Linked DNA regions of Cyprinus carpio: region 1 is linked to region 2. A link is a contact called in public Hi-C data. All regions are on one chromosome and are shown on one strand. Each heading gives the region's core, a stretch centred on a gene start, on an enhancer-like site or on the middle of the called end of the contact. The rest is flanking DNA. Distances are from core to core; before and after follow the strand shown.

What was found. Hi-C and Micro-C count contacts between places; a contact is called where the count stands out from the background.
Region 1: a Hi-C map of skeletal muscle shows a contact between it and region 2, with 2.1 times the contacts expected there. The contact joins two enhancer-like sites. A contact is called at or near these places in 3 of 8 Hi-C or Micro-C datasets (liver and skeletal muscle).

What each region holds. Positions count from the first base shown.
Region 1 is chrB13:9,358,622-9,363,645 of ASM1834038v1, reverse strand. No RefSeq gene overlaps it. Among protein-coding and RNA genes, the nearest start is that of LOC109076348, 63 kb to the left of the region's middle. Within about 2 kb of position 1,830, at least 3 of the 8 cell types and tissues checked have an H3K27ac peak or open chromatin away from gene starts, as enhancers often do. A contact at or near this core is called in skeletal muscle, where this site is marked.
Region 2 is chrB13:9,303,572-9,308,666 of ASM1834038v1, reverse strand. No RefSeq gene overlaps it. Among protein-coding and RNA genes, the nearest start is that of trnai-uau, 80 kb to the right of the region's middle. Within about 2 kb of position 1,281, at least 1 of the 8 cell types and tissues checked has an H3K27ac peak or open chromatin away from gene starts, as enhancers often do. A contact at or near this core is called in skeletal muscle, where this site is marked.

The DNA of each region.
Region 1 (5,024 bases), core at 581-3,080, 54 kb before region 2:
GCGCGCACACACACACACACACACACACTAATTTCAAGAATACTGTAGTGCTGTACAACTATTTGCAAACTGGCAGGAATTAACTGGCATTATCTACAAATGAACCAATGGAAATGATTATATTTACATAATTAGCAAGTCCACATGTAAAGTGTCTGCAGAACTCCAGAAAAAGCTCTGCAGAATTCCAGAAATGGAACGCCGATCATTTGCAAAGTTCTGTTTCGCTGCATGTTTGTTTATGAAATATTTTGGCTAATTTAATTATGCTTTCAGCTACCTGTCAGACATTTCTTCAAACTGACACATTTTCACATGCTTAAATCCATTCCACAGACTTCAGCAGATTTTTCTTCTAAAATCAGCTCAGCGAATTCAGAATATTTGACACATTCTGTCTGGGCCTCAAGATGAGAGGAGGAAATCTAAAGTATATTTGTGCAGTTAATTTTACCTCCCCAAACAGGCCATCTTATACCTTCACATCCTGATTCCTGTGACCAATTGAGAAAGAAGACCAATAAATATTCAGTCTATCCACCCATATACACAGAAAATCAGTTTTTGTGTGTGTGCTCAAAACTGGTCTATAGGATTGATGTTCACATTTTGCTAGTCATCATTTTGAAATCTGATCCATTTGTTTAGACAATATAGTGTGTATTTAATATTGTTTGCTCTTATGCTCATCAATGCTGCATTTATTTGATAAAAATACAGCAATATTGTGAAATATAATTACATTTTAAAATATCTGTTTTATATTTTAAGATATTTTTAAATGCAATTTACTCCTGTGATCAAAGCTGAATTTTCATCATCATTACTCCAGTCTTCAGTGTCACATGATCCTTCAGAAATCATTCTAATATGCTGATTTGCTGCTCAAGACACATTTCTGATTATTATCAATGTTGAAAAAATTTGTGCTGCTTAATATTTTTGCTGAATCCATGATATATTTTATTCTGATGTATAGAAGACATTATACTGCCACTTGATCAATCAGAACCTTGCTGAATAAAAGGGTTAATTTCTTTTTCAAAAATCTTTACAAAAAGATTGATGGAAATCTGGAAACTTTGCCTTGGCTCATGCTCATCGTGCCACATCGCTGTCTTGAACTTGAGTTGCATGAGACTATCAGAGGATTTACAAAAATCGAATTATATTAAAATTTCAAACCATCTATAAATGCGCTTCAGAATCAATTTTGTTGCAATTGTTCAGAAAAACGAACACGATTCTAAAAGAATATGCAGAATATCAGTTTTTTTGTGTGTGAGTGGCTGAGACTAAAGACAGCGTTTGGATACATCAGCAGAGCTGTGTGTGGCTTCTATGTCATTCCTCAGGGTTTATTTTTGCCTCCGTCGCTCTAAAACAGGCCTACTGGTCTATGTGGCTTCAGTGACTATTGCCATGACCCTAGTTATGACTGCGCGTGTGTATGTGTGTGTGTGTGACCCCTAGGTTGTCTGGCAGGCTGACTCACTGTGAGACTATGCTGTCTGCTGTTTCAACACCTGTCCATCTGCCCTGATGTCTAAAAACAGAAACAGTGTGCATGGATGTGTGTTTGTGATGTCTGCCTCTCACCTAGCTAGGCTAGTATACAGACACTCAAGGAATCTGTTGTGTGGACAAACAGCGTGGCCAAGGCCATAGTTACAAATGCACACACATTAATCTAACCAAAATGCTATTAGCACAGAAATGCCAACCTGTTTCCATGGTCTTGACAAAGAGTATGTAAAGGTCAGAGTTTGTGCTGGTTTACTTTTCTTCGGAGAAGAAATGAGGAGCGAAGACAGTGTGTTTGTGTTAAACCTCGTGCTGTGTGTGCCAAGAAAAGCTTTCCAAGTAAAACAGATGCATCACAAGAAAAACTGGCCCAGTTACTTTGCGAATACAAAAGCCTGAACCACACCAAACTAACAGTGCATTGGTCTGACTATAAAAGTAAGAGATAGACAGATAAGATAGAGAGAAAGAAGGGCAGAGAGAGTAGAATTATGTGACAGAATTTCCATGGCCCATTTTCACACACAGATGACCACAGCGCCCCCTAGTGACACTAAAGCCACACATGCCACAGATCATTCAACAAATATGATCTCTGCAATATCTCAGTTGTTTTTCCTAGACAGCACTGAGATTAAATACAGAGAAATTTCTCTTGCTTATATTTTTCTTCTCAGAAAAAGACCAGGTGTCTCCTCTAAAGTTTCATCTCTGCATCTCAATATGTGTTTAGATTAACCTAAATTTGAACGCATTTTTTTTTTCTCAGAAAACCAAATTAACTGAGCTATGCTATTTTTTTCCCTACTAAGAAGCCATTCAAAAGTTTAAGGTCAGTAAGATTTAAGATAAATTAATACTTGTACTTTTATTCTAAAATACTTTTATGTAGAAAGGAGACATTAAATGGATCAAAAGTGACATTAAAGATATTTATAATATTGCTAAATATTTCTATTTGAAATAAAAGCTGTTCTTTTAAGCTTTCTAATCATTAAATAATTGTAAAAACTAATACTATGTTTTTATTATTTTAATAATAATTCACAAATGTTTTCAAAAATGATAATATATATATAATATTCTCTGAGTGTAAGGAAATATTTTCCAATTTAAGGGATTCTTTTCCTTCTACTAAAATCAAAGTCCTGTTATGTGTGAAAACTTCAAAATCCTTTGATAAAGCGACTATTGGAAAACATATTATAGATCAGTACAGTAGAGTTAGTGTAAGGAAATAGCAACGTTTGTGAATAAGCTCTCTGAATGGCATCCTCTCTCAGTGGTCAATGACGGGATACTGGCTTGGCAGGAGGTGCTGTCGCAAAGATTACTGTCGGCCCACTGGACCATTTGAAAAAGCAGCCCCCTTCAGACAGACAGACAGACACACACACACACACACACACTGCTTCTCTGGGCAGGCAGCCTGGTGTGGCTGAAACTCAACTCAACTCTGTCAAGATTATTCACTCTGCTCTCTTTCTTTCTATCTCTTTTCATCTTTTTGTCTATCCGTCTGTCTGCTTTCCCCCTTTTGTCTCCGTTTTTTGTCTGTTGCATTAATCTTACAACCAAAAACATGCTCTCAGAAAGTACAAATCACAAGCATAGGGTTTGGCCGTATGAATCTAATGAAACCCAAATATCAATAGCTCATCTTGCTCATCAACTTTGAAGTTGCCTCAGTGACATCAAAAGACAAGTCCGTCCCTCTAAAAACTCTTCAAATCAATAACAATCACAGCTTCCCAGCAACCTCTCCTCAGCCGTCCTGTTCCTTCGCTCTCAGAGGAAATGAGAGGGGTCCTACTGTGAGTCCAGCTAACTTTGCGGCTACGACCGCCAGCTTGATGAGTTTTATTTAGTTCACCAACCCCCCACCCCCTCCCTCTCACTCTCACTTTCTCTCCTCTTTTACTCTGTCATTCTTTTTGAGCTCTTCTAATCCAATTTGGTAGGCGCAGGGCCGTTTTTAGGCCGTGGCGTCTCTTGCCCCCGCTGGGCCTGAGTTTCCCTCGCTTACCCAGCTGTCAGGAGTTATGGAGGGGGCAACAATGTGGCCCGAGGAGCCGTTCCCTACGACACTGAAAGGGCCTCATTGTCCAGAATCTCCATCAGAGCCATTAATTATGGGCCGGAGAACATGTCTCTGACTTAGAAATGAATTCTCTCTCTCACACACACAAGCCAGTCTGACTTCAGAACGCCTCTACACACAAACTCACCCAAACAAAGGCACAAACAAGGATGATGGACATTATTAAAGTCTTTTCCAATCTTTTTATGAGTTTTTTGCTTTTAATCAGCAAGCGAAGTAGTGAAGTGACAGGAAATGTTGAGGAGGGTAGGATCAGGAAGTGGCCCGAGCCGGAATCACACTCAGGTCACTCGCACATACAAGCCTCTAATGGAATTCTCCATTCTTAGAGTAAATATTTTCAGATGTATTCTGTTTACATGGGCATATTCACTGAACAACTCAAACAAAACACAATGGGAGGCCTGATATTGTGATAAGTCATGAATAAACAGCTTGGGATCTGGAAATAATGCAGGACAGAAATGTGACCAAATTCGCCTGGCAATTCGCCTCTTGATTTTAACAGGCGCAGGATAAAAAAAAAACATTTTACTCTCCAAATTCTGACGTACATCACAAATAATATACAGCATTTTTAGCACAAACAGTTCACTGGCATATAAAACCATGGGAAAGCAGGCCAGCATATATTATTTTCATTTTCATAGTGAAGAATCTGAATGATAGAGATGAAGTTGAGTGAAAGTTTAGCGCAGTGGTTCTTTGATGGAACCAGATATATTATGAAAATATGTAAATGAAGTGCTTTCGTGTCTGTTACTTTCTGGATTTGGATCCAGCACCTCATAGTAAAAATGTTAAACAAAAAGCAGCAATGCAGTTTTGTGTTAAATAGTTTACCAACAATTGATTATTTATTTACTCTCAGGCCAACCAAGTTGTAGATTAATTTATTTTTTTAAAAGGGAACAGATTTGGATAAATTTATTGTTACATCACTTGCTCAGCAATGGATCCTCTGCAGTGAATGGGTGCCGTCAGAATGAGAGTCCAAACAGCTGATAAAAACATCATAATAATCCACAAGTAATCCACACCACTCCAGTCCATCAATAACATATTGTGAAGTGAAAAGTTGCATGTTTGTAAGAAACAAATCCATCACTGGGGTGGTACGAAAATTAACCAAGTAAAAAAAAAAAAAAGACAAAAAAAAAACATAAAAAAAACCTTAAACTATAGTGGAAACAATAATTTAACCGTGATATACACTTTGGTTATGCAAATGGTAATTAATACATCAAAAAACATGTTATTACACTTTTACTATAATAAAACCATGGTTCATTTTCGTAAAGGTTGGCTTAGAAGTGAAGAGAAACTACAAATACCTTATAAACTGTTAGCAAACATACAGACTCCAGTCCATGCAAATAAGAGTGACGTTTGGTGACTA
Region 2 (5,095 bases), core at 32-2,531:
TGAAGATTGCTAACTGGAGAAGCTGTAATATCTTCTGACCCTGAGCAGAGCCGCTCTGCAGAGTCATGCCTAGCCAGCACTGTTAAACTGAGGATGAGTAAAGGTGATGAAGATGAGCAGCTGACATGACATGTCAAACAGTGACAGCAGTGTTGTGCACACTATATATGTTTTTAAACAAATTATTATAGATGGAGCATTGAAAGGTGAATGCAATTTCTGGGAATGCTGTCTTCCATTGGCCATAAAAACAGATACACCCCCAACCCCCCAAACTCACACAATTGATCGAGCCAGTATTGCTGTGTTGGACAAGTTATAATGTTAAAAAAACAGAACAATGTTTTGATTTTCACAGAGACTGCTAGTAACCTGTTATTAATACTTCACACATACAAAAACATAATGAAACCATTAAGGACGTGCATTTAGTATAGCAATCATTTGGTTTTATAATGCACATCAGAGATGAAAGCTCACAATGTGTTGCTGAAATAAGATTAACATACGGTGTGCAAGCTCAAGTGGTTTGCATGCGTAAAGGAACTGAAGGGCACTTGTGTCTCTGATTCCTATTACAAGATTCAAAGCAGCCATATCCTGGCAATCTTGTGGTCAGGGACACCATTCCTCTTTTCCCCACTTCAAGTGAACAGAATTCCAGTCCAACGGCCTTCAGCCCCAGCAACAGAATGGCTCATTTCCAGTTAGGAGAAGAAATCCCACCACACACACAGTTTCCAGCGCCACTACACAGAATTCCCACCGCAAGCAACAGACAAAGAAGAGCGAATGCTTTTAATGGAGGTGGGAGAGATGGATCAGTGTGCCAGTCAGCAGTCAGTTTGAAAAATGTATTATCACTGCCAAAATAATAACATGTAAGTTTTCTGTTGGAGTTTTGTCCTCACGTCATTTTTCCATACATTACTTTTGGAAGAAATTATTCTAAATGGCAATTAATTTAGAGAAAGAAAAGGATAAGAAATATAGAAAGAAAGAAAGAAAGAAAGAAAGAAAGAAAGAAAGAAAGAAAGAAAGAAAGAAAGAAAGAAAGAAAGAAAGAAAGAAAGAAAGAAAGAAAGAAAAAGAAAGAAAAAAAAAGAGTCAAGTCTTAGCAGGCTACACTAAGCATTCAATGCTACACTGCTACACTGTCGCTCACCGCTCTAATTGCTTAACAGCAGGCAGTCGAGGGCTATAATTGGCCTAAATGACTATATGCTCAGCACTAAGTTGAAATAGCCCATTAAAGAATGATTATTTGCTAAGCAATGTGACTGACAGTCTACTGTATCTCCATTCACAATGTCCTGAGCCTCAGAGTTTGTCCTCTTGCTATTGAGATCCACAAAAGTGAACTAAAAGTCCAGAAGAACTGTTTGTTCCTGACCTTGCCATTCTAGGATCACCAAACTGTGTTGGTGCAACAGGCTGGGAGCTCATCGCTCAATCATCATGTCAGGTTTCAATGCTAAAGAGTTTAGAAATAGCAACAGTTTTCTAGGAGAGTCGTGTAGTATCAGAGTGCCATCTAGTGGTGGTTTGACCTGTCAAATTCACTCATCCAGTGATTAATCAACAGAATAGTAGTAGTAGTCCAAGAAGCAATTCTTAAAAAATCTGAAAGTACACATCAAAACCTCTTTGGAGTCATTTAGGGGGCTCTGTTATGCATCATGAGGCAAAAGAAGGAGACAAATCAACAGTTGACGCAACTCTAAACGAGAAGGCGCAATGGGGCTCGTATCTAGATACAGATATTTGAGTAATACATGTCCTAAGTGAACCTGGAAAGCATCAACGTGATGTTTTGAGGAACTTATGCAAGCAAGATATGTCACCCCTATGAACCATTAATCATTAAACCATAAACAAACATGAGTGATAGGATGCATTAGTCAAACTGAGACATTTGGAGGATTGCTATTTCATTGTAGGCTGTGTGTGTATGTGAGGCGGAGGAAAGACTTGTATAAATCCTTCCATTGTAACTATATTTGTTTATGTCACACATACAGAACAGGGTTTGCCACCTTGACCTCATTAACACACAGCAATCAGCAACCACAGCAGCAATGCTGATTGCTGAACACACGGAAAACACCAAAACAAATAAACCCGCTGATAGTGACAGACAGAGGTGAAATGTGTGGAGGGTCAAACGGGGTTAGGAGTAATGATGAGTTTGACCCACAAACCCTTGTAACACTGAACTATATGTGGTCTTAAACTCCAGGCAAACCCTTACTGTGGTGTTACCATGGTACAGATGGTATGACATGGCAATACAATGATACTTAATGTTTACCATATTCACATAGAAATGATTTTATATCGATAAATGTTTTAATATAATATAATATAATATAATATAATATAATATTTTTTTATATTATAATATAATATAATATAATATATACAGAAGTCTATTATGCTAATTAAAGCTGCATTTATTTGGTCAAAAATATAGTTAAAAAACTATATTGTGAAATATTGTTAGAACTTAAAATAACTGTTTTAGTTAAAAAACTATATTGTGAAATATTGTTAGAACTTAATGGAAAACGTCTAAGGTTACGTATGTAACCCTGGTTCCTCGAAGGAACGAGACGCTGCGTCGGTGACGCTTTGGGGAACGCCTCTAGCGTGACGTCTCTGAATCACGTGTGTAATCAGTCCAATGGATGGGCGAGACGTCATAGGCGGGTGACGTCATAGACCAGGAAGCATAAAAGCACGAGCGGCGAAGCCGGTATCCAGCCTCAAGGATGAAGCAAGCGCCGGCCAGAGATGCCGGAAGTGTGGCACTGCGACGCAGTGTCTCGTTCCTTCGAGGAACCAGGGTTACATACGTAACCTTAGACGTTCCTCTTCAGGAACTCGAGCTGCGTCGGTGACGCTTTGGGGAACGAGAATGCCCACGCCGCCAGACTTACAAATCTCTGCCTAGTGTGGGAAACTGCACAGCTAAAGCAAGAGAAGGAGTCAGGACCCTGACAGTAATCGGGACAACCCGTCCAATGGCCAAACTTCAGAGGAGTGAGACTTGACCCCCAAGAGAGGGGAGATCAGAGGACTCGAGGCTTCAGGATAGCATCCTAATCCACCGCTTAGCCTAAGCTTCTACTGGCGAAGGGCCTTAGCCTCAGCGCACCGCAGAGGAAACGTGTAACCAGAGGGTGTCTGCCCACTGACTGGCCACCGAGAGGGGCGCGGTAGGTCGCAATGGGCGCCACGTAGACCTTCAGGGTGGAGTGGGTCAACCCTGCGGAGAGAAGGGCCTGCAGGAACTCCAGCACTGTACCAACCGGGCAGTTTAACTGGGTCGAGCTGGCGGTCTCCGCACCAAGAAGTGAAATCTTCCACTTCAAGACATACAGTTTCCTCATTGAGGGAGCTCTGGATTGGAGAACAGTCTCAACAACCTCGGTTGAGAGACCGGAAGCTAAGAGTTGTGCCTCCTCAGAGACCACACCTCCAGCCTCTAAGCTCCATGCGGGGGCGCACCCTCCGCCTGCGAGAGGAGATCTCTCGTGACGGGAACCTCCCAAGGAGTGCCGTCAAAAAGAGAAATCAGGCCATACCCGGCCCGGCCAGAACGGGGGCTACTAACAGCAGCCGGACTCCGTCCCAGCGCACTCTCTCCAGAACTCCCGGGAGCAGAGCAATCGGGGGAAAACGTACAGATAAAGCCTCGGCCACATCTGTACCATGACGTCCAGCCCCAGTGGAGCTGGATGAGTCAGAGGAAGCCAGAGGGGACAGTGCAATGTCTCTCGAGTTGCAAACAGATCCACCCGAGTCTGGCCAACTTCTCTAACTGTGCTTCATCACCTCAGTGTGAAGTCATCATTCCCCGGGCCTCAGCCCCTGCCTCGACAGGATGTCTGTTCCCAAGTTAGATGCCCAGGAATGTGGACTGCTCTCAGCAAGAGGAGTTCGTCCTGGGGACCACACAAGGATCTGGTACACTAGTTTGTACAAACGGTGTGAGCGCAGACCTCCTTGGTGGTTGATGTAAGAGACCACCGCTGTGTTGTCGGTGCGCACCAACACATGATGATCTCTCAGGTCCAGGAGCTCGAAGCACGGCCAGCATCTCCAGGCAGTTCATATGCCATGTCGGATGGCGACCACTCCACAGACCGCGGGCAGGGTGGCCACTCATGACCGCAGCCCAGCCGGTGAGGGACACATCCGTTGTTAGCATGACACGGCGACAAGGAGCTCCCAGCACCGGGCCCTGATTCAAGAACCAAGGCTTTCTCCACATGTCCAAGGCACGTAGGCACCGCCGCGTGACCTTTAGCATGCGAAGTGGGTTTCCCCTCGGGGAGAACCCCTTGGTCTTGAGCCAACTCTGTAGGGATCTTATGTACAGCAGGCCAATAGTATTCACGTTGGACGCAGCTGCCATCAGACCCAGCAATCTCCGAGACTGCTTTGACAGAGAGTGACCGGCCTTCTCTCACTCTCACGACTGGAGTGAGGATCGACTCGATCCGAGCAGGTGACATACGTGCCTGCATCGTGGTCCAATCCAACACCACGCCCAGATAAGTGGTTCTCTGTACTGGAGAATGCACACTTTTCTTGGCGTCAAGTCTTAACCCCAGCTCTTTCATGTGAGCGAGAACGACATCTCGATGCCGAACCGCCAACCGCTCTGAACGAGCTAATATCAACCAATCTTCGATGTGGTTGAGTTGTGAAAGCATGGGGTGAGAGTGCAAGGCCAGAGGAAGAACCGTATTGGTAGGCTTTTGCCCTCAAAAGCAAACCTCAGGAACTTCCAGTGAGGAAGGATGGAGAAGTGCAACTTATGATAGATCGTGACACACCAGTCCTCGGACTTGGTCTGTGCAAGCGTGCTGAACTTCAGTCCCCTGACTGAGCGGTTCAAAAATGCAGATCTAAAATAGGACGCAACACCTCATCCTTCCTCGGAACAGTGAAGTACCGGCTGTAGGACCCGGACTCTGCAACGGGAGGGGGGGACCACCTCAATGGCCTCCGTCCTCGGAGAGTGTCTACTTCTGTTCCATTACCAGAGCCTGCTCGGGGCCCACCAAGGTGGAAAGGTCCCCATTGA